Linked DNA regions of Mus musculus: all the other regions are linked to region 4. A link is a contact called in public HiChIP or PLAC-seq and promoter capture Hi-C data. All regions are on one chromosome and are shown on one strand. The core of a region is the stretch at or near the end of the contact, and the rest is flanking DNA. Distances in the headings are between cores, read along the strand shown.

Region 1 (5,418 bases), core at 609-3,108, 1.4 Mb after region 4:
ACACAAATTCATAAAGGAAGACAATGATCTTTACACAACTAAGTGCCTGTATTTTAAGAACTGAAGTATAAGCCGGGCGTGGTGGCGCACGCCTTTAATCCCAGCACTTGGGAGGCAGAGGCAGGCGGATTTCTTAATTCGAGGCCAGCCTGGTCTACAGAGTGAGTTCCAGGACAGCCAGGGCTACACAGAGAAACCCTGTCTCGAAAAACAAACAAACAAACAAACAAACAGAACTGAAGTATATTTTCCCTAAGTAAAGAGAGCATCGATGCACTGTTTGCTAAGGTAGAAAATAATCGGATAGGCTCGTTCTCAAATTCTACAATCTAAAGTGCTCAAAGCCATGATGTCCTAGTCACCCAACGGCACATTTTGCCAATTACAGATGCAATTATGATCCACGCTACCTATAATTTCGTTTTGCCACTATTCACCAAGCTTGCATCTCATTCGAGAAGAAAAATCACCGAATTCAATCTTGGGATAAAAGGTCAAATATCAAACTGCCTAAAAAAGCAAGGTATCTGCATAAAAGCGGAATCCATTTCAGATTAACTACTCCAAACAATCAAAAAGCAAATCAGAAACGCGTGGAAAAACAGCCTGAATCGTAAACGTATTTGATCGCTAACATCGGGCCTGGGCTCTCTTCTACCTTTGCAATAAATCTTCTGGTGAATCCCCGTTAACCCGCTCCACATGCCTCGTGGAACAAATAAATAAAAGCACGATCTAACTACTTCACGGAACGTGTCCCAAACCGCAGGGGGTAACAACAACCGATGTCCCGTCAAAAACCGGACTTCTCCTGCAAAGTCGTCGGCCGCTGTTCTCAGAAAGCAAAAGCCCGCATTGGGCTGCCCGCTCTCCGTCTCAGCCGCCCAGGGGTCCCCAAGATAACCCTCCAGGATCTGGAGTCGGGGGGCGAAAAGGCACCTTCTAGAGGTACCTTCCGGGCCCGGCCCTCCTACCTCCAATGCTCGGCTCTCCTCTCGGAGCCGCGGAGAGCTGGAGGACTTCCAGTGGAGGCGACCATTGGGGTTCGCTAGTTCCAGGATCTCACTTCCTCCCGCCGCCCCTCCCCCTCCCCATCCTCCGCCCCTCCCCCTCCCCCATCCACCTTCTCCCCCCCCCTCCCCCCTCCTTCCCCACGCAGTCGCTAGGCCCCGAGATTCGAAAGACTGACCGCAAGCGTTCGGTGGCCCGCGACACCCCCCGCCCCCAGGCCTCGACGCCGCGGGCACGGAGGCGTGAGCCGAGCAGGGGCTCCCGGCTCCGCAGCGGCGGGAGGCGGGAAAGGCAACGCGCGCGCCGCATGCCGCCCCCGACCGACACACACACAGACAGACAGACAGACACACACATACACACATAGACACACACACACACACACCCCAAGCCCCAGCTGGGGCTTCCCACCGCGCTCCCCCAGCCCCGCTCACCTAGAGGGAAAACGATGCCGCTGACCGCGAAGCCGCGCGCGGGCCTAGGGCACCTAGCGCACGTCTTTGCAAACACCCCACTCGAGTGGAAGGCGCCCGGGAGCAGAACGCCGGGGCCCGTGACAAGGGCTTGCGTTTTACCTCATGGGCTCAGCGGTCATGTTTTTGGCTCGGACGGCCGCTTGGCTTGGCAACCCCTTGGGTACCGTTCTGCGCTCCTCGGCGCCAGTGGCTGAACGAAAAGTACTGGGATCTTAGTAGTCACCGCAGATAGTGCTGGATCGTCCTCCCAGCTCAGAGTCCGCTACCGCTGCTGCTGCTGCTGCTGCTGCTGCTGCAAGAGCCACGGAAACAAAGCAAGGCCTATGCCGACGCCATTTTGTTGGGCCGAGGCTTGGGCAGGAGAATTGGCGCGTCCTCCCTCTTCCTCTTTCCGTCATCTATTGGCTACCTCTGCCAGAGCTCAGTGTCTTATTGGCTACGGAAATTCACCTTCTTTGGGAGCCTGTTGCTAAGGCGGTCGACGTCATTTGATCCCCTCCACCTCTTCTTAGTGGGGTCCAGTTCAGTTACTGCTGACCTCAAAGTGTCAGGGATGTATCTTGACATTATCCTGAAAATGCGCTCTTGGTCCAACCTCTCTACTTCCACATAATTGGTGAAACAATGACACCCCATTTACGTTTATTGAGAATTTACTATATGTCGACCACTACACAGATCCTTTATCTTAATCTCATGCTTGAACCATCCAAAGTAGGCAGACCTAACATTTTAATGGGTGAGGATACCAATGCACAAGTTCCACATTCAGCCAAACATCCATCCTTGCGGGGAGGGTGGACATACATTCTTATGCTGTTTTAAACCCAAGGCTTTGTGCATGTTAGGCAAATACTCTATCATTGAGCTATGTCCTAACCCCTCCCCCACATGCACACTCTTAATCATTAATCTCCATAGCCACCCAAAATATAAATATTTTCTTTCCTATTTTATAATATTCTTAATTTTTCTTCTATATATTTCATTATAATATTCAGCTTGCCAACGCTTACACGTGTGAATTTTTACCTTTTGTGGAAAGAGAATGAGAAAAATTCTAGCTATACAGTCCTGACTAGGCTGCAACTCAACATGTATATGAGGCTGGCCTCAAACTTGGACTGTCCTTGCAGCCTCCCAAAGTGCTTAGAAGACAGGTGTACCCCATCATACTTAAGGATACTTACAGGTATTTATATATATATGATCAACTGGACATTGACATCTAATTCTTTTGATATTGAACAATCTTGAAATTGTCACACACAGGTCAGCCATTAGTTCAATCTGATATGATTGGGGGTATATCTCACTTACCAACTGATCCAAATCGTTTCCCCCTCATTTCATTTTTCATTCATAATCTCTGCAAATCACAAATAAGTTTTCTAAATTTGAAGTTTCCAACTTTGTGCCCACATTTATTCTGGAACACATGTTCATTCCCTTTATTTTGTTCATTCTGTTTATTTTTCCTGAAATATGCAACAGTTTTGGTCATGCTTAGATGTCAGGGTTGCAGTTTTGGACTAGAATGACAAGAGAAGAGTCTCTTTTCAAACAATGCATTCCAACAATCAGACTAGGTTTTTGTTTGTTTGTTTGTTTGTTTGTTTCCGAGACAGAGTTTCTCTGTGCAGCCCTGGCTCTCCTGGAACTTGCTCTGTAGATCAGGCTGGCTTTCAGCTCAGAAATCCAACTGCCTTTGCCACCTGAGAACTTAGACTAAAGGCATATGCCATCACACCTGGCTAACTAACATATAAAGATTTGGTTTTTAAATGTTGTATGTATGTTTGAGAGAGCCTGGATGTATATATGTACACAAGTCCTCACACTGCAGAAGAGAATGTTGGACCCCTGGCACTGGAGTTACAAGCAGGTATGACCTACCCAATGTAGGTGCTGGGAACAGCAAGTGCCCATAATCACTAAGCAGTCTCTTCAGCCTCTAATATACATTTTTTTATGTCTTTTCACAGTACTTCTATTGATTATTTGGAATTTGACATTGTGAAACCCCATCGCACTCACTTCCTAGTCCTCTCAAGTCTGCCCTCCCTGGAAGAAGGAAGGGAGGAGGAGGAGGAGGAAAAGAAGGAGGAAGAGGAGGAGGAGGAGAAGGAGGAGAAGAAGAAGAAACAGAAGGAGGAGGAGAAGGAGAAGGAGGAGGAGAAAGAGGAGGAGAAAGAGGAGGAGGAGAAGAAAACAAGACCAATTTGTGTTATCCATAGCCTGGTCAAACTCCCAGTGGCCAGCCCTTTAAAGAAAACTGAGCCTGTCCCCCAGATGCCATCTCCCACACCCAGAAGCCATCAAGTATGGAGAGCTATATACGTCAACATCATCACAATTTTAAAGAGTTCTCTTGGATAGCATACATTTTTGATGAACAGAAACTTGCAACATTTCAAATAATTTTTAAATGTTCAAGATCCACTACCAACTGTGGAAATCAATCTTCTGTTGTTCAATAATGTTCTTCTTTTGTGTTTAATATATTAAATATTACTTAAACACAATTTACAGAAGCCATGTTCTTCCTCCTTGAGAAATGAAGTTAACCTGAAAGATCTATTTCATCACAACAAATATCCTTGCTATCTAACAGACACAACTATGGAAAAAATAGTAATTCATCTATTATTTTAATCTGAATGAATTTTGTTTGTTTGTTTTGTTTTTGGGACAAGGTTTTGTGTAGCCCAGACTGGCCTCAAACTCACTATGTAGCTGGAAGTTTAGTTTTAATTGCCACCACTTTGACACAATGACCTGGGAGAAGGACCTCTAAGGATGACTGTAGGGAATTATCTTGATTGTATTAACTGAGGTAGGGAGACCTTCCCACTGTGGTTAACACATTTCCCAAGGCTGTGGACTCTCAACTGCGTAAGAATGAAAAAATGGAGCTGAGCATTAAGCATGCAAGTATGAGTTCATTTCTCTCTACGCCTGACTGTAGATGTGATGTAACCAGTTGTTTCCAGTTCCTGCCACCTTGTGTAACTGTATAACCTGGAACTGTGAGACAATTAAACCCTTCTTCCTTAAGTTGTTTTTGTCAGAACATTTTATCACAGCATGAAAAGGATGGTCTTGAACTCCTGGCTGAGACTCTGAGCACTGGGATTACTGGCATTTGCCTCCATTCTGTATTGTTAGGGGTCTTTGTTTGTCTGTTTGTTTTAAACATCATTTTACTCTATAGCCCAGTGTGTGACTTGAATAGGTATGGTCCCCATAGACTCATGTGTTTGAATACTTAGCCCATAGGGACTGGCACTATTAGGAGGCATGGCCTTGTTGGAGTGGGTGTGGCCTTGTAAGAGGAAGTATGTTACTATGGAGGTGGGCTTTGAGGTCTCCTATGCTCAAACTATACCCAGTGTCACTCACAGTCTCCTTCTGCTGCCTTTGGATGAAGATGTCGAAATCTCAGTTCCTTCTCCAGCACCATGTATGCCTGCCCTGACGCTGCTGGAGAGATGATGCCATGGTTATGAGTATATATTAGTCTTGCAGAGAACCTGCATTCAGTTTGCAACAGTTACTCAGGCAATTCACAGCTGCCCATTACCTCAGCTCCATGTGTATCTCCAACAGTGTGAAAACTACACACACACACTCACACACAAACATAAAATATAGCCAGGCATGGTTGTGTACATCTTTAATCCCCACACTCAGACAGTACAGGCAGGTGAATCTCTGTGAGTTCCAGGGAAGCCAGGGATAAAAAGAGAGACCAGATCTCAGAGGTACTCTGTCTATCTGTCTATTTTTCTGTCTCTCTGTTTGTGTCTGTCTCTTTCTGTCTCTGTCTCTCTCTCTGTGCATACATTTTTTTTTCAATGATACCTTCAGATGAAATGTCTCAGTGATTTTTTTCTGCACTGTACTTTTCCATTACTCACAAATTTTCCTA
Region 2 (5,375 bases), core at 2,547-5,046, 1.7 Mb after region 4:
AGACATGGAAATATCTCTTAAAAATGTATAGTCAGATGTGGTGGTGTACACCTCTAATCCTGGCACTCAAGAGTTAACACAGGAGGGTTATGAGTTTGAACGTGGCCTGGACCACATAGTGAGACCCTATCACAAAAAAAAAAAAGAATTTACAAAACTGTAAACTTGATCACATAAGTACCATTTAATTCCCCCAATACTGTAGTGAGATGTTTCAGCAGCAAGCAACAGTATACTCAGTATACTCGCATTACAGGTTTGCTTATTTCACATGACAGAAAGATAGGTAGTACAATGGTGCTGGGATTATCTAAGTCAGTAAACCACTGATGTATACCTTTAATCCCTGCACTCACAAGCAAAAAGCAGGTAGACCTCAGTGAGTTCCGAAACCAGCCTGACCAGTGAGCTACAGGAGAGCTATGGTTGTTAACAAAGAGAAACTGTCTCAAGCAAACAAAAATAACAAAAAGAACTCAATTATGGACTCAATGTTTGGGTTATGATTTTGTCTTACAGGACAAAATCATTGCTGAGACTCTGTATTGATTTTTTTCTGAATAATGAAGTACCTCAAAGTTTAGTACTTACAAACAATAAATACTATCTCAGACTTTCTGTGAGTCAGGGATTTGACAATACTTAAACTGGTTTTAGTTGGAAGCATCTCCTGAGATTGTAATTATATGCAGACATGGCTTGACTTGGGGGCAAGAGAGTCCACTTCAAAGGTGGCTGGCTCCTTTACAAAGCTGCAGGCAGCAAGACTCACTTCTATGTTGACTGTTGAAAGGTACTCTGAGTTCCTCACTATCTGGGCCACCCCATGAAACTATTTGAATGATCCTAAGACATGGCAGCTGCTGTTCCCAGAATGAAAGATTATAGAGAGGAAGGGGAAGGAAGGGGGAGAAGTAAGAAGGGGGAGGGAGGGAGGAGAAGAGAAAGAGAGATGGGGAAAGGAGGGAGGGAGGGAGGGAGGGAGGGAGAGATCTCCATAGCTACCTTCCATCATTCTGTTAATTAGAAATGAGTCCATATATGTGCAGGGCTTGCTTTTCTCACTGATTTCCATTGTTCCCAGAACAGCAGACTTCCCTTTTTATCTTATTGACCTAACTTGGGTCACTGCCCATTCCCAGACCAATGCGTGACAAAGGGGCACGTGGGGGATGGGATTACCAGGCTCAGCTTAGGTCAACAGTGATTTGTCCTTTGGTGCTAGGAGATAAGCCTATCTTTGCTGAGCACTGGCCACTAACCCAAACGCTCTATTAAATCGGATTTCTGTAAGCAAGGAAGGTGGGACCTGGTGAGGTAACTGACTGTAATGAATGGGGTTCTGTCAGGAGAAAAACTGTGTCTCTAACATTGTTATAACACCCCAGGGATCTGGTCCATATTTACCCTGCCTCACGTGTATAATTGTAGATTTTTCTATTTTTCAGGTTTTTCTGTTGTCTCATTGTTGGCTGCTTTTCTTTGTCATTTTAGGCCAGTAGTGGAAAAAGCTTCCCAATCTTTATAATCTTCAGTGTTCTTGTGTTTAAGATATAATACTTACTTCATAAAGTTCTTTTCTTTTCTTTTCTTTCTTTCTTTCTTTTTTTTTTTTTTTTTTTTTTTTTTTTGGTTTTCAAGACAGGGTTTCTCTGTATAGCCCTGCCTGTCCTGGAACTCACTCTGTAGACCAGGCTGGCCTCAAAGTCAGAAATCCACCTGCCTCTGCCTCTCAAGTGCTGGGATTAAAGGCGTGCGCCACCATGCCCGGCTATAAAGTTCTTATGCAGAGTAGTGAGTCATGTATATTCAGCCCTCACCAGTGCCTGGCAAACAGCAAGTGCTTAATAACTGGGAAGAATCATTAAGTTAGGGAGTCACACTCTATGTTTGCATAGTTTCCCCTTTGACAGTCAATATTGTAGTTCTACCTTATCTAAGGACAGTTTGACTCATTACAATGATAACTGAGCCAGAATGGAATGCTACTAAATGGTAGGAAGTCCAGAGAATCATTTGGAAATAACTTCCAGGAGTTGTTTCCCAGTAAGGTTGAAAAGGAAGAAAAGTTGGAAAGGATTGGCAAAAACAAATGTTTATCTTAAACACAGACATACATGCAGGCAAAAAACCCCACACGCAAGGATAAACACAAATTAAAAGGTAGTTATATGTAGAGATCTGTAGCTGGCATTAGGGCATTCAGTTCAGTATTGCTGGCACTACGGAGTCTCCTTCAGAACCTGGGCAGGTAGGATGCTTTCATGCGCCCAGAGACCTTGCCATCCACCGTGGAAAAGAATCTCACCAGGATTCAGAGTGGAGAGTTAGCTTGTTAATAAAACAGAAAGACAAAATGTAGGGTCAGTGAGATCAGTTAGCAGGGAAAGGTGCAGACCTCAAAATTTATGGCTTTTTTTTCGTGTGTGTGTGTGTGTGTGTGTGTGTGTGTGTGTGTGTGTGTGTACTTAAATATGTAAGGACAGCCTTCTCAGTCTGTGTAAAGTCGCTTGTATGTATCCGATTTCAGACTGCACTACTGCTATTGGATAACCATGGGGGCTCTCAGCATTCCTGCAGTCCTTTGTCTCTTCCATGTCACGTGGCTCCTGTTACCCAGTTCTTTTTCCGTCCTCTGTTCTCTTAAAACTGTTTCCCTTTCCTGGACCTGTCTCTCCTCTCCATGTATATGCTTATATAAAAAGCTGCATAGGATAGAAAACACATGGTATTGTCTTTCTGAGTTACTTCACATAATATAGTAACTTCCAGAGGTGCTTTGGCCAGTCACTCCTGGATATCTGCCAGTGAGAGAGGTGGAAAGAAAAAACCAGGAGAGTGAACAAGGGCTTCCATTTCTCATGTGCCCTTCAATTTCCTAACTAGTTGTCCTGTCTCAGACCGTCAGGCAAGCACTTTACCACTGAGCACCGTCCTTAGCCCAAATGAGTGTCAGTAGAGATTTAAAGTTTTGTTTTTGTTTTTAAACAGTGCTGGAGATTGGATCCACGGCCTCTGGCCCGCATTTTACCACTGAGCTACACTCCCAAAGCAGTCGAAATCACAGTGGCCCAGGATTGAAATGATCACTTAGATGCTTTGCAGTCTTGATAAGACACTAAATCTTTGTCTATCAGTTACTTCATCTTTAATAACAGAACGTACTTAGGAATTTTATGAGCATTGTTAGTTAGCATGACACATGCTATATGTATTCGTCATTATGAATAATGTAACCACAGCAATTACATTGTACTTTTTATTATAAAAGGGGGGAGGGGAAGGCCTGGTCCTTTTTTAACTTCTGAGAGGTTTCGATTACTAAGTAAGACCTTATGTAGACTTCCATTTGGGAGCTGAGAAAGCAGAGGATTCCAAAAGGGGATGACATTTGCAAAGGTCTAGAAAAGGCGCCTGGGAATTCTACCGGGTAGGGGAGGCGCTTTTCCCAAGGCAGTCTGGAGCATGCGCTTTAGCAGCCCCGCTGGGCACTTGGCGCTACACAAGTGGCCTCTGGCCTCGCACACATTCCACATCCACCGGTAGGCGCCAACCGGCTCCGTTCTTTGGTGGCCCCTTCGCGCCACCTTCTACTCCTCCCCTAGTCAGGAAGTTCCCCCCCGCCCCGCAGCTCGCGTCGTGCAGGACGTGACAAATGGAAGTAGCACGTCTCACTAGTCTCGTGCAGATGGACAGCACCGCTGAGCAATGGAAGCGGGTAGGCCTTTGGGGCAGCGGCCAATAGCAGCTTTGCTCCTTCGCTTTCTGGGCTCAGAGGCTGGGAAGGGGTGGGTCCGGGGGCGGGCTCAGGGGCGGGCTCAGGGGCGGGGCGGGCGCCCGAAGGTCCTCCGGAGGCCCGGCATTCTGCACGCTTCAAAAGCGCACGTCTGCCGCGCTGTTCTCCTCTTCCTCATCTCCGGGCCTTTCGACCTCACGGTGTTGCCAAAATGTCGCTTTCCAACAAGCTGACTTTGGACAAGCTGGACGTGAAGGGGAAGCGGGTCGTGATGAGGTAATTCCGTACTGCTGCCCTCAAGCCCTCGGGGCCACATTCTCTCTGGCCGTGGCAAGCACGGTTTTCCCATCACCTTAAGTTGCACTTATTTTTCAGCTGGGTCTTGGGGGTCCTGGGTTTGGAGGTTAAGGCTGTTCCTCTCACCTCATTGGGGCGGAGACTGTGTCTGAGTTTGCTTTTCTGCGTCCTAACTGCTTCTAGCTTAAAAAGCGACCAAATGTGTCCTTTAGGGAGTTGATCCCACTGATAAAGGGCTCAGATTCTCAGGACTCAATCTTTTTCCCATTTCTGAAGTGCAGTTTCATCTCTTGTAGCGAGAATGGACGTAGTACTTATCCTGCAAATCTCTAGGCCCCTGCTGAGGGACCTTGAAAGGTCATTTAGCTAGTTTCCCTTCCCCCAAGATTCTTGGACCATCCGTGACGAATCCGAAACCGCCCACGTTTCATTGGTCCTGGTACAAATGATTTCTTTCCCAAAAGATGTTGCTCAAAGTCCTCTCGAGTGGAGGTCCCTCTCCCCAAAGAATTGTGGGTGGGAGGGTGAGGCCCACTGGATGAAGCTCTGTATGGCTTATATAACAGGCCTCTGCTGCCCTACCTTGCGGTTGGACTCCTGGCCCTGGGGTTTGCATCAGGATTGTGACACATGCAGGGTGTGGCCGCCGGGAGTTGGAGGCCTGTAACCTCACTCGAGAGGTGGCTAGAGAAGCAGGATGTCAGAACTGAGGAAGGCTCCCACGCACGTGGCACATGTGGGTCCCAGGTCACTGACTTAACTTGGCTTCTCCCTTACCTGAAAGAATTACTAGGGTGTATGCGTCTTCTCCTTTTTGCCTTTCATAATGTATACTTTTTTTTTTTTGCCAGGAGTCAAGGATGATGGTTAGATACATAACTGATGGGCCTGGTTGTTCATGTAACAACTATAGGACCCAAGGATGGGAATTTTTAAGGGCCATTGATGGTCGCAGTGACTGACTACTCTGCCTGCTTGACCTTCTTTGGAAGTGGATGACTGATTGGCAGTAATCCTGGTCCCTTTGAAGATTTGGGCCAGTTCAAGTGAGGGCATCCTTTAGATACTAACACATGTAAGGGAACAGAGGTTCTCTGGCTTCTGTACAGGCACTTATTTTATCGTAGCCAATATTGGTAGGTGGCCTTCTCTTCCTGGGCTGATATCCAGAACCAACCCACTGTATTATGTTCATGCAAAACACTTAATGTTACCCCAAATGGGATAGAATAATCAGGATGGAGCAGAAATCCCAGCCACCCTAATCATAGATAAAGGGCAGGTTCTAGCTAACTTTTCATTCTGTTCTAAGGACAAAAGATTCATCCTGTGAGGGAGACAG
Region 3 (5,971 bases), core at 2,379-4,878, 1.5 Mb after region 4:
CATGCGCAGGTTTGAAATGGCGCTGAGGTTTTTTTTTGTTGGTTTTTTTTTTTTTTGAGGCACAAAATGGCTTGTACGTTTAAAAATGGAATCATCATCTAGAAAGCGTTCCTTCCTTTAGAACTGTTTGATTTTGAGCTGGCCTAAGTAACAAAAGCCTCTAATCCACGCATTTTGAATGTGAAAGCAAGAGCATCAATTGTTCAAGGTCATCTTTGGCTCCATTGTCCGGATCCCAGGCCACCTGATTAATGTAAGATTGTCTCAAACATAAAGGAGCCCTCGTGATTTCTCCCAGCCAAACTCCCAGGTTTGGGAGGTGGAAGTGGAGGCAGGACGATTAGGAATTCAACAATTCAAGGAACCTTCAGAGTTCCATTCTAGCCAAGTCCAAGGGAACTACGTGGTCTAAAGCAGAAGCTTGCATTATACCCTCTGGTAAGCAAAATTAATTTCTCAGCCCAAACCTCAGCGCTGACAACACCCAAAACATCCAAATATCTTACATCAAAAGTGGTTTTGTTTTGTTTTGTTGAAATTTGCTCCTTTAGTATAATACTCTGGGACAGGTGCTGGAGAAATGTCTCAAGGGTTGAGAACATTTAACTGTTTTTGGGAGAAGACCCTCCCGGGACCGGCATGGTGGGTAACAGCCTAGTAGTCCCAGGAGATCTGATGCACTCTTCTGATCTTTACAGAGACCAGGCACACACCCATTGCATGTACATTCACGCTGCCACCCCCCCACACCAATCTTTTTTTCAAGCACATACTATTCTTGAAGATGGCTTAAGTACTGTTCCTATGACTGCAACTCCTGATGAAGTTGCTTTGGTCAGGGTGTTATAACATGGCAACAGTAACCCTAAGACATTGGGGAAATATAGATCAGTTGATAGGACATTTAACTGTTATTTGTAAACACATAGGTTTAATCCTCAATATTTCCTCAGTATACACACAAGCGCGTGCACACACACACACACATTATAATTTGGATTTATTTATTTATTTATTTTGCAGCACAGGGCACAGTAAAGGATTGAGTAAAGGACCCCACACAAGCTGGGCAAGCATTTTATCACAACTACATCCAAAGCCCAAGGTGCATTTATTTTGAATGTGTGGAACATACTATGTGATTATTCTTTTAGGTCCTGCTAGAAAGCAAAAACCCCACAGAATTATAATAATTCCACTATTTGGAGAGTTAAGGAGATGATTGTTGAAAGGAAAGTAACTGCTTTAAAAGAGGGACGGGCTGGAAAAATGGCTCAGTGGTTGAGAGCAGGCCCAAAAGATCCTGAGTTCAATTTCTGGCCACCACATGGTGGCTTATAGCCTTCTATAATGAGATCTGGTGCCCTCTTCTGGCCTGCAGGAATAATGCAGGCAGAATGCTGTATAAGTAATAAATAAATCTTTAAAAAAAAAGAAAGGAAAGTAATTGGTCTCCACATAAAGAGATATGAAATAAAATGAGCCTGGCGGTGCATACCTGTAATCTCAGTATTCAGGAGATAGAGGCAGGAGGATATCAGGGATTAATGCCAGTCTAGGCTGCATAGGGAGTTCCTCCTTGAGCTACAAGAGACCCTGTCTCAAACAAAACAAAGCAAAACAAGACAAAACAAAACAAAATAAACAAAAAGACAGATGAGAAGAGAGCAGAAGAGAGACAGACAGAGAGAGACACACAGAGAAAGCAATAGCCACATGTGGTGGCATACTCCTGTAATCCCTGCACTTGGGAGACTAGAGTGGGAAAATCCCAACTTTGAGGCCCACATAGGTTACATGGCGAGTCCCTGTTTCAAAGGAGAGGAGAAAGTAGGATATGAAAAAATTAAGCTGGGCCTCATAGGTCAGTTTAACTCCTACTTGGGAAGCTGGGGTAGGAGGATTACAAGTTCAATGCCTGTCTCTCTACTTTAGAGTGAGTTAACGGCCCATATGAGCCACTTGGTGTGAGCTTACCTCAAAATTTAAAAAGAAAAATTTTTAAATGGTTAAATTATTAGGTATGTCAGCTCACACCTATCATCTTGGGAAACTGAAGCAGGCAGCTTGCCAGGAGATTGAGGCCAGGAGTGGCTCCATAGTAAATTCCAAGCTAGCCTCTACTACAGGATGAAATCTAGTCTCCAAGAAACAAACACAAAAATAACAAACAAGGGGCTGGAGAGATGACTCAGCAGTTAAGAACACTGACTGCTCTTCCAGAGGTCCTGAGTTCAAGTCCCAGCAACCACATGGTGGCTCACAACCATCTGTAATGGGGATCTGATGCCCTCTTCCCGTGTGTCTGAAGACAGCTACAGTGTATTTACATATAATAAATAAATAAATCTTAAAAAATAAACAAGCATACCAAATAAGCATGGTGGTTTGAGTATCTCTGTTTTATGCTCACTCAGGTTGCTTTAGGCATATGAACTGCAGTGGTCATACAGACACAGTGTGGTAAAGAATTACCAATGGATACAAAACATAGTGGATAGAAGCTTATGCAGAATAGGATAGTCATTATGCATTGGAGTTACCTTTTTTTTTTTTTTTTTGCACACATCCCTCCTTTCCACTCAAGATACTTTTTTTTTTTAATTACAAAGGGAAAGCGGTGACTTTAAAGTGTAGAAATCTGGTATGCAGTGCTTGGATTAAATGATTAAGTTCATACTATTACTGAATGGGACATGCTAAGATCCTATACCTTTTGATAGGATGCTCTAAAAAGCAGAGTTTGATTTGTACATTATTTATCTAATCATGACACTAGAGAAGCTAAGGCAAAAGAATTGCAAATTCTAGGCCAGTCTGGGCTACATAGTAAGTTCTAGCCAGTCTGGGTTACATAGGGAGACCTGGCTTACACAGAGTTTCTTTTTTTTTTTTTTTTTTTTTATTTATTATTTATTATATGTAAGTACACTGTAGCTGTCTTCAGACACACCAGAAGAGGGCATCAGATCTCATTAAGGATGGTTGTGAGCCACCATGTGGTTGCTGGGATTTGAACTCTGGACCTTTGGAAGAGCAGTCGGGTGCTCTTACCCACTGAGCCATCTCACCAGCCCTACACAGAGTTTCTTAAGAAGATACATATATAGTATTCTTGCCAGATGCACATGAACTGGAATCCTTAGGGGAAAAAGGTCAATTGATCTCCCAGCACTTGGGAGGCAAAGGCAGGACTTTTTCTGTGAGTTCCAGGCCAGCTTGGTCTACATAGAGAGTTCCTGGTCAGCCAGGACTAAATAGAGAGGCCGTGTCTCAACTCCCCCACAAAAATTCCAAAAAAAAAAACCAATAAAGGTAAAACCAATTAATGTAGGTAATAGGAGACAGAATGTGAAAAATTTGAAGGGACTGTAATTGGAAGTGAGACACTAGATCCAATCCTCTGGAGTTTTAGCACCATTTTGATGCTGGTGCCTTATGTAAGGTCGGTGTCTCAGCTCTCCTTTGTAGAGTCCGAAACCTTTGTCCAAAGAGTTAACCTCCCTGCTTAGTAAATACTACTTTATGGAAGCCATCAAGCTTGAAACTACATTTCCCAAAGACCTTCCTATTTCCTCGCAGGAACTAGGATGACAATTTCTATAGGTCAACCCCTAAATCTCGCGACATCTCACCAATTCTCATTTGGGCTCCCTGCTGAAAGCCATTTTGTTTTTCAGGACGCTTTGCAAGGGTAGCTGGGGTGAATTTGCACCAAGGCAGCAGCATAGTCGCCGCAGTTCCATCTTCGTCTCCGCGATGTTGCCCTTAGCCAAAAACGCACTAAGCCGTCTCCAAGGTGAGCAGATAATGTGGGCGAGTTCTTTACAACACCCGGGATCCGGCTGTCCTCGTGCTCTTCTGCCCTCTTCCTCCGCCCCAAATCCTGCGGGTTTTAATTCTAGGTGCATGGTCCCCTGCGTGGTCTCCAGTCACTGGGAAGGGAAGCTAGCCATAACAGAGGTAGCTGTGACAGTGGCTTTATCATCCTGTCCTTGTGTTCCTAACCTCGTTATGCATTCTCTTTCTTCAGAGACCTATGATTTCCAGGAAGAACGCTTTGGCGGACACCTTGCTCTTTTAGCGATGATCTAAATTTTAGCTCTGGGAGTGTATTTACGTAGAAGAACTGATCTCCTACAATAACGGTGGTAGGAAACTAAATCTACCGCATCTGGATTCATAGCAAGGGGTTGAAAACCTTAAGCCTGGCAGCTTTGAAGAAGTCATCTGTAGATTATTAACGGAATATTAACTATAGCGAAAACAATCATGGTCATTTTTTTTTCCTGCTTTAAAGTTAGGCAAGTACGTGGAAACTTGAGACTAGCAGTATATATGGAAAATACACTGGACTGGAAAGAAAAAAATTCATTTTTGTAATTGCTTTACCCTGAAGGTGACCTTCAGTAATGTGAATGAAGGTGACCTTACACAATACTTACTTGCTTTTCTAGCCATGGATTTAGTTTTATTTTACCTTTAGATCACATGCTGTGTTCTAAGTACTGAAGTACTTTGGGAATAATTGAAAAAAAAAAAAAAGAAAGAAGCCCAACTGATCTTTCATCTGCTACAAGCTGTGTTTATTATTTCTTTCACTTTGGACAAATGATTTAGCGTTATAAACTTGTTTTTGTAAAACAGAGGTTAGTAAGTAATACCTATGTCAAAGACCATTAACCAATCTCTGGTCACTAAACTGGGTGGTTTTGTTTGTTTGTTTGTTTTTAATTTTATTTTGGTATAGAGGGGAGATCACTTGGTAAATCAGAGTGTTGAAACAACAGTTGTTTGGTAATCTCAATTTCTTTGATCTTTAAGTGACTTAGGGACTTTTAAAAATACTGTAGGAAAAGTTTTTTTATCATTTTTTTTTTTTTTTTGAGACAGGGTTTCTTTGTGTAGCCTGGCTGTCCTGGAACTTGCTCTGGAGACCAGGCAAAAAGATGATTTTTTAGTTTATTTTGTTGTGTTTCTGTTTCTCATACTCACCCTTTTAAATGTTCTGGAGCAGAATTGATTATGGAATGTTTATGAATTTGCTTATTCCGGCTGTGGCTGTTTTCTGAGGGAGGGTCTCAGGTACACTAGGTTGGCCTGCCATTTTAATCTGTAGCCAAGGATGTCTTCAACCCCTGATCCTTGGCCTCCATTTCCCAAGTGCTGGGCTTGACAAAGTCCTTCCCACCTTTATAGACCTAATTGTGTTTGCTTCTGAAGTGTTAGCAATCAAGTCTAGGGAATGTTAGGCAAGCACTACACCAATCCCGCTACATTTATTTCCCTGGGTGTGGCTGGTTAAAGGTGAAAGTGGAACCGTAAGTAAAGCAGCTAATATAATGGTTAAGGAATTATTAGGATTATACCACATAGAGACCATTGGTGGTGGTGGTGGTGGTGGTGTTTGTTTTGGGGGTGAGAGAGGATTTGATAGAATTTGAACCCAAAGCTCTGCCACTGAATCCAGGCTCTCCCCAGCCTGAAACATTAGTGAGGGAACAGCAGTTTTGTCTTACCCTGCAGCCCAGCCTGGCATGAAAATTGAGTATAGTTTTCAACCTTACCCTCCCAAGTACTGAGAGAACAGCTATGAACCGCTGCACCTCAATTCAACATTGCTTTTTCCTCTGTGTCTGTAAGTACCTTTAAAGACCTTTAAAACAGGGACTGGCGAAGTGGCTCAGCGGTTAAGAACACCAACTACTCTTCAGAAGGTCCTGAGTTCAAATCCCAGCAACCACATGGTAGCTCACAACCATCTGTAATGAGATCTGATACGTTCTTCTGGTGTGTCTGAAGACAGCTACAGTGTACTTACATATAATAAATAAATCTTTAAGAAAAGACACACAGTAAAGACCTTTAAAATAATGAGGTGGTGGTGTCTAGATTTGAAGAGAAAAACTATTGACTTTTTGGTATTTACCACTTTTTTCGAGTTTTATTCCTTAATAAGCTACCTTTATAA
Region 4 (5,591 bases), core at 2,375-4,874:
GTATAGAAGTGTTAAGGCAGGGTCTTGTTACATAGCCCAGGCTAGGCTAGAACTCACTTAGTGCTCAGGCTGCTCTCAAACACTCTGTCCTCTTATTCCAGCCTCCTGAGGGCTGGAATTACATCTGGGCTACATGGCAAGTCTTTGTCACAATAAAATAAAATAAAATAAAATAAAATAAAATAAAATAAAATGGAACAAAACAAAACCAAGGTAAGGAATATACCTAAATGATGGCACAGATATTCATTTAGGAAAAAAAGTATATCATAGTGCCCATTCATTGGCTTTCCTCTTAAATAATATATTTTTATTTATAACAAATTAAAATTATAGTGAAGTGGCTTAAATACTACTGAAATCAAGGCAAAGGAATAAGCAAAGAGTTCAGGAGAGGATTAAGTATTTATTTCTTTTTTAGAGACAGGCTGTCATGTAACTCTAGATCCTCTCATCTCTATCTACCAAGCACTAGGATTACAGAAGTGGACCACTATGGGTCAGCCAGGCATAAGTAGAAATACAAGATTATATCCAGAGTACTTAATTCAGTTACATAATACAAGTGTGTGTGTGTGTGATTAAGTTTCTTAAATTTACTTTTCAATGCTTATTTCTGCATGTATAGCTTACATGACATTGTCAAGTGAATTAATTTCTATCTTCATTTTCTTGTAAAATGAATATAAGAAGATAGATCATAGCCCAAGACATTAGAAAGTTTAAGTAAGATACTTAAAGAAAAGAAAATAGAGTTTTGATTTCTCTCAACTTTACTAATACTCAGTTGTCACTTTAAATTAAACTCCTAAATCTGAATTTTATTAAATGTAAAACAAGAATTATACTGGGCCTAACTGTTTTACCATATCAAATGAGATATGAAAGTGTTCTGAATAGTCACTATACTGTTGCATGTGAAGGACTCCAATGTTCAGAGCTTGAACCTCTCGAAATGTAACAGTCTAAGTTAATGCCTGGACTTCAATCCATCACAGGTAAAAATTTATTCTCATATTATTGGCTTTAGAAAATGTGTTTTCTCTTAAATACATCTTAGCAACAAAGAGAAAATAGACTGATTTAAAACAAACAACAAACTACCCATGATGGAACCATATCAATCACTACAGGGGAATCTTCCAGCTTTTATTTTATACGGCTTTCTACCTAGAGCAGAAATTGATAAACAGGAAAGCCGGGCTGATATGAGATAACGCTCCTGTTGTCATCTATGACAAAGGGTTGGTGCTGAGTAACATTATCCCTGCTTTCCAAAGATCCAGGCTGGCCACCACCATTTCAAAATTTCAAGACATTCACTTATTTTACTTTGTATCTGTTTTGACACCCTGGCAAATAGAAAAGATGAAATCGGTATTTCATTAACTGAATGATTTCATATATCTTTAGGTATGGGTAAAGGTGAGATTTAGACTTGAAAGACGGGTTTCTGTGTTAGCTTTAATCCTTTTGGGATGTACAATCAATCTTGGACAACTATTTGATTTTGATTTTGTATGACAGGGTTCTTACACGAGTATCTGTGTGTATGTGTGTGTGTGTGTGTGTCTATCCCAGACTAACCTTGGTGATCTTCTTTCACAACACCTTGAGTGCTGGGATTATAGGCATATGCTACCATGCCTGGCTTTTTCCCACCTTGACTTTTCAAATAAGAGAATGCTTCATAACTTCTTTATAAATTATAAAACACAACACTAAATGTGTTATTCTGATTAGTCATTAGTAAATTTTTATCTTTTCTGAACCTAAAATATAAACCAGCTAATGCTTATTGGTTAATATAAGAAAGTATACAACCGGGCGTGGTGGCGCATGCCTTTAATCCCAGCACTTGGGAGGCAGAGGCAGGCAGATTTCTGAGTTCGAGGCCAGCCTGGTCTACAAAGTGAGTTCCAGGATAGCCAGGGCTACACAGAAACCCTGTCTCAAAAAAACCAAAACAACAACAACAACAACAACAACAAAACAAACAAAAACAAAAAAAGAAAGTATACGAATACAGAAGACAGACTGACATTTGTGCTGTTTCAATTTATTGTTCTATGGCATTGAAAACAGGGTCACAGGATGATGAAACAATGGACAGTTTTGGAGCTGGGTTATCTTTGGTCATGATACAATACTGGGCTTCATTGGATTCCTCAAGAGTATTCATTGACAAAACAGACATTTGTTCTGGCCTACTTGAAGTTAACAGATACAAGTTTTAAGCCCAGAGACCCTTTAATTTGCATTATGTGTTAAGTGAAAAGACTGTACAACCTTTCGAAAGTGTGGGGATTGTGCAGTGACATTAAAATGTCTACACTATAATGATAAATAGTGATGTATAGACTTGGAAGTAGGACACAAACAAATATTGCTTATTTTAATTATTTTTGAGACTAGAGCTTGCTTTATAACTCAGGCTAGCTTTGAACTCTTGATCCTTCCATGTCAGCCTTCAAAGTGTGGGGATTACAGATGTGTGCCTTCATGTCAAGTTAAAACTCTGCATCGTAACAAGCTCTACAATTTTTCTGATACAATGGACATTTGCAAATTATTATTCTAGACTTTCTTGGTGGGTACCTAAACATTTTTAAAAGCCATCCTTCCAAGTATTGTTTGGGAGAACAAACAGTGTAATGAAAATTATGCCATAGTAACATGTGCAATTCAGTGCCCAACCAGTATCAGTAAGAAAAATTTTAGTGGTCAAGCGTACTTAAGAAATGGCATCTTGCCAGTACAGGGGAATACCAGGGCCAGGAAGCAGGTGTGGGTGGGTTGGGGAGCAGGGCAAGGGGAGGGTATAGGGGACTTTGGGGATAGCATTTGAAATGTAAATGAAGAAAATATCTAATAAAAAAGCCTTAATAAGCCGGGTGTGGTGGCACACGCCTTTAATCCCACTCGGGAGGCAGAGGCAGTCGGATTTCTGAGTTCGAGGCCAACCTGGTCTACAGAGTGAGTTCCAGGACAGCCAGGGCGATACAGAGAAACCCTGTCTCAAAAAACAAAAAACAAAACAAAACAAAACAAAAAAGCCTTAATAAAAATAAAACAATACAGAAAGAAAAAAAAAGCTGTTGTTTGTCATCTTAAATTCAGAAAGCTCAATAAATTCCTTACATTTGTATACACACACACACAAACACACACACACACACACACACACACACACACACACACACACACACACACGAAATGACATCTTGTAGAAGAGTCTAGAAAGGCCAGCCTGCTAGCTGTTCTTACTTTGCTTCTTCTGTTACACAGATAAGCCATTAGCTTGAAGATGCAGCCAACTACCCAAGTATGTTTTCTTTGCCAAGACAGAAAGTTAGAAAACAGTGCCTTACATGTGTAATCCACCCGTATCTTTTCTTGGCTCTACCAAAGTTCTGATTGCAAGAAGTCCTAGGGGTTTTCTGAGGACTCAGCAACCAGGGATATCTCTGGTTTAGCCACCTCTGCCAAGCAACTGTGATAATCTCTCAAGCAGGAAAGACTTAAAAGAGTTAACAAACCAGCATGCTGTAGACTGGCAGAGAGATGGGCCAATAAGGTGTCTAAGCCGGCAGTGCGTCTGGTGTGGGCGGGTATGGGCAAAGCGTGCGAAAGGACCGTAGAGGCCTAGGGGTGAGAGGGCAGCCAGGGTTAGAGATTTGGAGGAGCCAGGGGCCAGGAGGACGCACGTGTCCGCATCCTTTTCTTCTTGCCCTTTATCCCTAGGGTTTGATAGCAGCGGGGATAGCTCGGGGGCCCCGTGTATGGCCTCGGAGTTACAGCGTCCGGACTCCATGCCCTGTCACAATCGGCAAGTAAACTCTACTTCTAGCCCAAGTCCCGAGCATCTGCTAGCCGAGGACCGGGTCCTGGATCATGCAGAGGAAAATAACGCTGCTATGGCTAAGCTGACTCTCCTCCCTGGGCACGCCCATTCTAGCGTGCTTTCGGAGCGGGACTCTCCGGCCTGCTGCAGCACTAATCTTCACTCTGAGAACCACAGTGACAGTAGTGACAGTGGCAACTACGATGCACCTGTCGGCGGCGACTCCCTGCTAGGGGACTGTGAACTCTCCCGACAGATTGGGGCTCAGCTTAAGTTGCTGCCTATGAATGATCAGATCCGGGAGCTTCAGACTATCATCCGGGACAAGTAAGCTTAGAGCGGAAGGGAAAAGGGAGCGGAGGGCTGCAGGGTGAAAGTAAAAAGCTTCTGTTTGCATTTGGCACACTGGTCTTTGGGGATTAGAGCCAGGCCTCTTTCTTTGGCCTGTGAGTAGGGAGGGAGTCAGTGAGACACTTCTGTGGCCCCTTCTTAGTTGCTGCGGTTAACATTGCTTTGTTTAGGAAGGAAACCTTTTAGGTAGCCTTCAGCCTCTTCCGGCCTCTTTGTCTGTCTTAAACATGACCAATCCTCTACTGTGCCAGGCAGGTACACACCCCTATGCCATCTGCTCAGTTCCCGACCACGTGGTAAATGTATAACCCAGGAATGGTTACTGCCTGTGGTTATTAACACCCCGACAGCCCAAGCTCACAAAACTAAAGCAATTTCAAGGGAAATGATGTGCTCCGCCAGCCCTCTGACTCAACAGCATTTGCTCCTGCAGTTTGCCATTTTGTTTACTGATTGGGAGTTCAGCTTTACCTGGTTGCCAGAAAGTTTATGATTCCACTCTTATCAAGACAGTTTTACTGAAAACTTACAGAATGTAGTTAACAGCAAAGGTAACCTAAGAACAAGTTGGATCCTCCTAATCCCACAAATCAGTATAGCAAGAACTTGAAAAGTTAAAATATTTTGGAATATGGATTTTCTTGGATAGCTATGTACCACAGTGAAATATAGCTGCCATCTTTCCTTTTTTTCTTTCTCTTTCTTTTCCCTTCCCTTCCCTTCCCTTCCCTTCCCTTCCCTTCCCTTCCCTTCCCTTCCCTTCCCTTCCCTTCCCTTCTCTTGTCTCTTCTTTTCTTCTTTTTAATCAGACAGGGTTTTCCTAAATTGCTGCTCAAACTTTGGCCTCAAACTCCAAGGCACAAGTCAACCTCCCAAGTAGGTGGAACTACTGGACCTGAGACCATACCTGGCTCCTATTGGCAGCTTTAAATGAGCAGCTACGGCTCATTTAAGACCACTGTATTTCTAGCATGTCTTGACATTTAAAAATGCCCTAAAATAAATACGATTTGGCAACCGTTTCTTCATACTCTTGTAGTGGGCTCCAGTGCTTCCGTACTGCAGTTTTCCTGACTCTCACATGCATGCATCTACAACTGCCTTTTGAACATAGCAGCCTTGATTTGATAACTGCCATCTCAGCAGCCTTCATTTGGAACCAATTTGGGCATGCTTAGCCCCCTTTGGTTCCTTGTTTCTGCTTTCATTTAGAATTCCCCACATCCCTTTTTATTAATGGTCAACTCCTGTTTTTTCAAGGCTAAACTCATTCTTCCTGGCTGATTTTCCCTGACCGTTTTTTAAATGGAAGGTTTCCTTTCTATTTTAAATATTATTACTTGTGTATGGACCTTGCTTATTAGGTTTACAGCTATTCATTGCAAGTAATAGAGCT
Region 5 (5,306 bases), core at 2,327-4,826, 1.7 Mb after region 4:
ACTAGGAATGAGGCACATTTTTTTGTTCTGTCATGGAAAGCAGTATACCATCTATCTGTCTGTCTGTCTGTCTCTGTCTGTCTGTCTGTCTGTCTATCTCCTTTTCCTGGTAGCTCACATTCCAGAGGAAAGCACCTTGTTATTTTGTCTTGTTTTCTGAGTCATTCTCTTCCCCATGGACTACCGCTTTTCACTTTCTGTTCTCAGGTTCCACCCCCCCCACCCAACCTTGACAAAATCACAAGTGAAAGCAAATTTATCAGTATATCATCTGGATCATTTTTGATTTTATCTTCTCTATTTTAGGTCCTTAAATCTTCTTTTTCTTTTTTTGTAAATAAATATTCATTTGCAATCGTCACATTCTTTGGGGATTGTATTCCTTTTTATACACCCTCATTAGGAGATCATACTATATTTATTTTTTTCCTAATTTTTTGAACTTGATGATGATGATAATGATGATGATGGTTTTTGGAACAGGATATCTCTGTGCAGCTCTGGCTGTCCTAGAAGTAGCTCTGTGAGCCAGGCTGGTCTCAAACTCAGAGATCTTCCTTCCTTCCTTGGCCTCTCAAATACTGGCATTAAAGGTATGTACAATCATACCCAGCTCTATTGTTATTTTTAATTGTGTGTGTGCGTGTGTGTGTGCTTGTGGTGTGCTGAGGTCAAGGCAGGAAGAGGAACTCAAGACAGGAATTTAAAGATAGAAACCATGGCTTAATGCTGTTTGCTGGCTCATTCACAGGCTCATGCTTAGCTATGTACAGCCCAGGACCACTAGCCTAGGGATGATACCACCTACAGTGGACTGAATCCTCCCATATCAATTATCAATCAAAATAATGCTCCATAGACATACCAACACGACTTCTCTCAATGACAAGCTATGATCTGGAAGTATAGAATTAATTAAACCCTTTCTTTCCCAAGTTGCTTTTAGTTGTGGTGTTTATCACTGCAACAGAAAACAATGTAGCACAATTAGTAATAAAAAAAAAAACCCAAATTAAAACAATGCTAGGGTTCATAAGGGTTCATCTGTCCTTGAGGAATTATAGGCAATTAATAGTTGGTAGGAGAAGGGAGTCATATACCTCAATGATATAGGCACTGGTAAGTTGCCTTTGCTCAAGTAAATATAACCCCTAACCATGCTCATGCAAGCAACATTAATTAAATGCTGTAGGTCTCAGTAAAAACAAGATAAGAGGTGCTGAAGAGATGGTTTAGTGATTAAAAACACTTCCTGTTCTTCCAGCAAAAATTCAGTTCCCAGTATCAGTGCCAGATCGCTTAGAATTCCCTGTAACTCCAGCTCCAGGAAATCTAATGCTCTATTCTGCCTTCTAGAGCATCCATCCATACATGCAGTCTGGTTGTTGGTCTGAGAGTAGATGTCTTAGTTACTTTTCTATTACTGTGATAAGACATCATAACCAAGGCAACTTATAGAAGAAAGGGTTACTGTGGCTTACTGTTTCAGAGGGTTAGAGTACATGATTGTCATGATAGGGAGCATGGCAGGAGGCAGGCAGGAATGGAGCTGGAGTAGTAGTTGAGAGCTCATATCTTGAAACATTGCCATGAGACAGAGGTTGAAACACTGGAAATGGCTCTAGTCTTTTGGAACTTCATAGCCTAACCCCAGTGATATACCTCCTCCAACAAGGCCACACCTTCAAATTCTTCACAAACAGTTCCACTAACTGAGGACTACATATTCAAACACATGAGCTTATGTGAGATTATTCCCATTCAAACCACCAGAGTACACTAGAGGAGGACCATCTTGGATTATGCATACAGACGGACGGATAACAGTGATGCTAGATTGATTGGACCTTAGTGGACCAGTGGGAGTAGCAAGTTAGAAGCTTCTTAATATAGGTCATAGGCAGAATAGGATGTGATCCGATGACAGCATTTTAAAGTCAGTAGTGTTTTTTTTTTCCAAATTAAAAAATTATATTTATTTATTTGTTTGTGTCTGAGGAAGGTGCCCTTGCAGGAGTGACTTTTCTCTTTCCACCAGGAAATGAAGTAACAAGTGCCTTTACCTGCTGAGCCATCTCACCAGCCTTCTAGCCTAGGTTGTTCTCAAACTGTTTATGTAGCCAAGGAAGACCTCAAGTTTTAGTTCTCCTGGTCTCTACCTCTTATGTGCTGAATGTGCCACGATGATAAGTCTCAAATGCATGACTTCATTTTTTAAAACATATGCACATTATCCTAATCAATATTCTATTGCTATGAAGAGACATCATGACCGCAGCAACTCTTATAAACGAAAGCACTTTATTAGGACTGGCTTAGAGTTTCAGCATGCCAGGAAACATGATGTAGGAGAAGGAGCTGGGAGTTCTGTGTCTGGATCTGCAGGCAGCAGGGAAAAAGACACAGTGGGCCTGGCTTGAGCTTCTGAAATTTCAAAGCCCACCCCCAGTGGTCACACCTAATCCTCAAGTAGTGCCACTCTCTGGTGACTAAGCTTTCAAATACATGAGCTTTTGGGGGCCATTTTTATTCAAACCACTACACACATAACATCTGCTTAAGTCTACTTAGTGTTGCTTGTTTGTAAGTGTGCTTAGGGCTGACCACTTGAAATTAGACAAAATATCAAGGGGGTCATCTTTAGAGAAGTCTGATTCTCCTTCTCTTAAATCAGCTCCTGATGGAGTGGTGACTTGAGGATTTGGTCTTTGTACTGGTTGGGTTTTGTCAACCTGACACAAACCCAGAAATACCTGGGAAGAGGGACTCCCAGTTGAGGAATTTCTTCCCTTTAGGTTGCCATGTCTATGGCAGTTTCTTGATTGTTAGTTGTTGAAACCCACTGTGGGGGCTGGCATCTCTGGGCAAGTGGGCCTGGGCTATGTAAGAAAGCTGGCTGAGCAGCCCTGCAAACAGTGTTCCTTCATAGTCTCTGCTTCAGGTCCTGCCTCTAGGTTCCCTTTGAGTTTCTTGCCTTGGTGGGACTTGATGACAGACTGTTACCTGTAAGAATATTTCTGCCTCACTCCTAGTCCCTTCTGTTAGTGTTTTATCACAGCAACAGAAAACAAATTAAGACAGTCTCATAGGGTTTTTTTGGGGGGAGCACTGTTTTAGGCAAGTAATCAAATTGTGTTTCCCCAAATGAAGTAAATATAGAACCCAATCAATTAGGCAACAAAATGTGTGGTGGATGAAGAGTCAAAGGTCTGGTAGCAGAGTTAGCCATCCTGATCCCACAGTTTAACCACAACTGGGACCTTAAGGAATGGGGCCAGGTACGGGGCAGGATGGTTTGCAACACCAAGACATGATCTGGCTGAGCATCCCCAAATGAGCCTACACGGCAAGTAACTCAGGGGATCTATGGTGGGCAGAAGGTGAGTGCTCCCTTCAAGACTGTACTTTGCAATACACATCAAATAGGACTTTGGTACATCTGACGTACACCTCCTTGCCCGCCTCTTTCGCCATGCCTAAAAAAAAAAGAGAAGAGGAAGGAAATGTCTCATGTCCTAAGAGTTTAGAACAACCATCACGGGGTTTTTTTAAGAGACCTAAAACAGAATGTCATTGTTTAGCAAAGATGAACAATTGTACTATGTGCTAGGAGCTTCTGAGAGGTAAGTTGAGCTTTCTTGACTTGATTGCATTTCAGCAGTATACAGCAAACAATGGAAATATTCCAATTTTTGTTTGAAACAGATCTCATATAACCCAAGCTTGCCTGCAGCTCTATTCTTGAACCACTGATCTTCGGCTTCAAGGGTACCGGGATTACAAGCAAGCATCACCACTTCTGCTCAAGATTTTTTTTTTAATTCAATGTAACTCACTTCATGACTCCTACCATAGACAGTAGTAGTATTGCACCGAAGGGAAGTGATATTTATTTTCTTATTATTGCAAAGTCCCTGTTCCCTGGTACTTATACTTTTTAATGTTGTTGTTGTTGCTGTTTATTATTATTGTTATTATTGAGACAGGGTGCTATGTAATCCAGGTGGGCCTCAAACTAGCTTGATTTTGAAGATCACTTTGAACTACTGTGCTTTAAAATGTATTCTTATGTTTCATATAAGCTTTCTAATGTAGTATATGTAAATTTATTTTTATTATTTTTATAAGCTTTTTAAAATTGTAAATTTTCCTTTGTCTGTTTTTTTTTTTTTTTTTGGTTATTGTTGTTGATTTGTTAAAGACAGAGTCTCACTATATAGACTGCAGCGAGGAAGTGACTATGTAGACCAGGTCAGCCTCAAGTTCACTGAGATACACCTGCCTCTTCCTTCAGTGCCTTAAAGTACTGAGATTAAAGGCATGGGCCACAGTGCCTTCTTTGATTTTTGAGTCAGAGTCTAGCCACAACAGCCCAGATTTGCCAAGAATTTGCTTCCTGCCTTAGCTTCCAGAATGCTAGGGTTACAGATTTGTTCTCTCTCTCTCTCTCTCTCTCTCTCTCTCTCTCTCTCTCCCTCCCTCCCTCCCTCCCTCCCTCCCTCCCTCCCTCCCTCCCTCTCTCTCTCTCCCCTCCCCTCCCCTCCCCTCCCCTCCCCTCCCCTCCCCTCCCCTCTCCTCTCCTCTCCTCTCCTCTCCTCTCCTCTCCCCCCCACTCACCCCCCATAGGATGCCAGGCTGTACTCAAACTCAATGTGTAGTCCGGGGTGATCTTCAACTTCTGAAGCTCCCACCTCTACCTCCCAGGTTCTGGTAATAAAAGTGTGAGCCACCAAGCCTGGATTATTTGGTTCTGAGAATGGAACCCAGGATTTCACACACGCTAGGCAAGCAAGCACTCTACCAACTGAGCTACAGACACCATTTTTCTAGTGCTCGTTGACAGGGTTTTGCTACACTTCAGAGGTGCCCAGACCAAGCAGTTATGTGAATGGGGCAGAATTTCAGGCAGAAGTTCCAACTGGTAATAAGAATACATGCTCCACTATGTTCATAGCAGCCTTATTTATAATAGCCAGATGCTGGAAAGAACCCAGATGTCCCTCAACAGAAGAATGGATACAGAAAATGTGGTACATTTACACAGCTATTAAAAACAATGAATTTATGAAATTCTTGGACAGATGGATGTATCCGGAGGATATCATCCTTAGTGGGGTAACCCAATCACAAAAGAAGTCATTAGATATGCACTCACTGATAAGTGGATATTAGCTCAGAAACATAGAACACCCAAGATACAATTTGCAAAACACAAGAAAATCAAGAAGAGGGAAGACCAATGGGTGGATATTTCGTTCCTCCTTAGAATAGAGAACAAAATACCCATGAAAGAAGTTACAGAGACA

The links. Promoter capture Hi-C pulls out the DNA fragments that hold promoters and counts their contacts. HiChIP or PLAC-seq counts read pairs in DNA pulled down with a chosen protein or histone mark.
Region 1: a contact with region 4 is called in a promoter capture Hi-C map of cranial neural crest. The contact joins the promoter of Atrx here to the promoter of Uprt in region 4.
Region 2: a promoter capture Hi-C map of liver shows a contact between it and region 4, with 5 times the contacts expected there. The contact joins the promoter of Pgk1 here to the promoter of Uprt in region 4. A contact is called at or near these places in 2 of 39 promoter capture datasets (both in liver), 1 of 115 datasets of contacts at active chromatin or transcription factors (astrocytes) and 1 of 9 other capture datasets (liver).
Region 3: a promoter capture Hi-C map of liver shows a contact between it and region 4, with 5 times the contacts expected there. The contact joins the promoter of Cox7b here to the promoter of Uprt in region 4. A contact is called at or near these places in 9 of 39 promoter capture datasets (the 3T3-L1 cell line, 3T3-L1-derived adipocytes, the C10 cell line and 5 more) and 1 of 9 other capture datasets (liver).
Region 5: an H3K27ac HiChIP or PLAC-seq map of bone marrow-derived dendritic cells shows a contact between it and region 4, with 6 times the contacts expected there. The contact joins the promoter of Tlr13 here to the promoter of Uprt in region 4. A contact is called at or near these places in 1 of 39 promoter capture datasets (liver) and 1 of 115 datasets of contacts at active chromatin or transcription factors (bone marrow-derived dendritic cells).

What each region holds. Positions count from the first base shown.
Region 1 is chrX:105,927,514-105,932,931 of GRCm38.p6, forward strand. Atrx (ATRX, chromatin remodeler) reads right to left here and starts at 1,859. Exons shown (of 35, transcript NM_009530.2): 1 at 1,587-1,859. The coding sequence starts at 1,606.
Region 2 is chrX:106,183,304-106,188,678 of GRCm38.p6, forward strand. Pgk1 (phosphoglycerate kinase 1) reads left to right here and starts at 3,797. Exons shown (of 11, transcript NM_008828.3): 1 at 3,797-4,012. The coding sequence starts at 3,948.
Region 3 is chrX:106,012,072-106,018,042 of GRCm38.p6, forward strand. Cox7b (cytochrome c oxidase subunit 7B) reads left to right here and starts at 3,629. Exons shown (of 3, transcript NM_025379.2): 1 at 3,629-3,799. The coding sequence starts at 3,760.
Region 4 is chrX:104,479,179-104,484,769 of GRCm38.p6, forward strand. Uprt (uracil phosphoribosyltransferase) reads left to right here and starts at 3,625. Exons shown (of 7, transcript NM_001081189.3): 1 at 3,625-4,171. The coding sequence starts at 3,783.
Region 5 is chrX:106,139,699-106,145,004 of GRCm38.p6, forward strand. It overlaps Tlr13 (toll-like receptor 13), which reads left to right and starts at 3,577. Exons shown (of 3, transcript NM_205820.1): 1 at 3,577-3,623.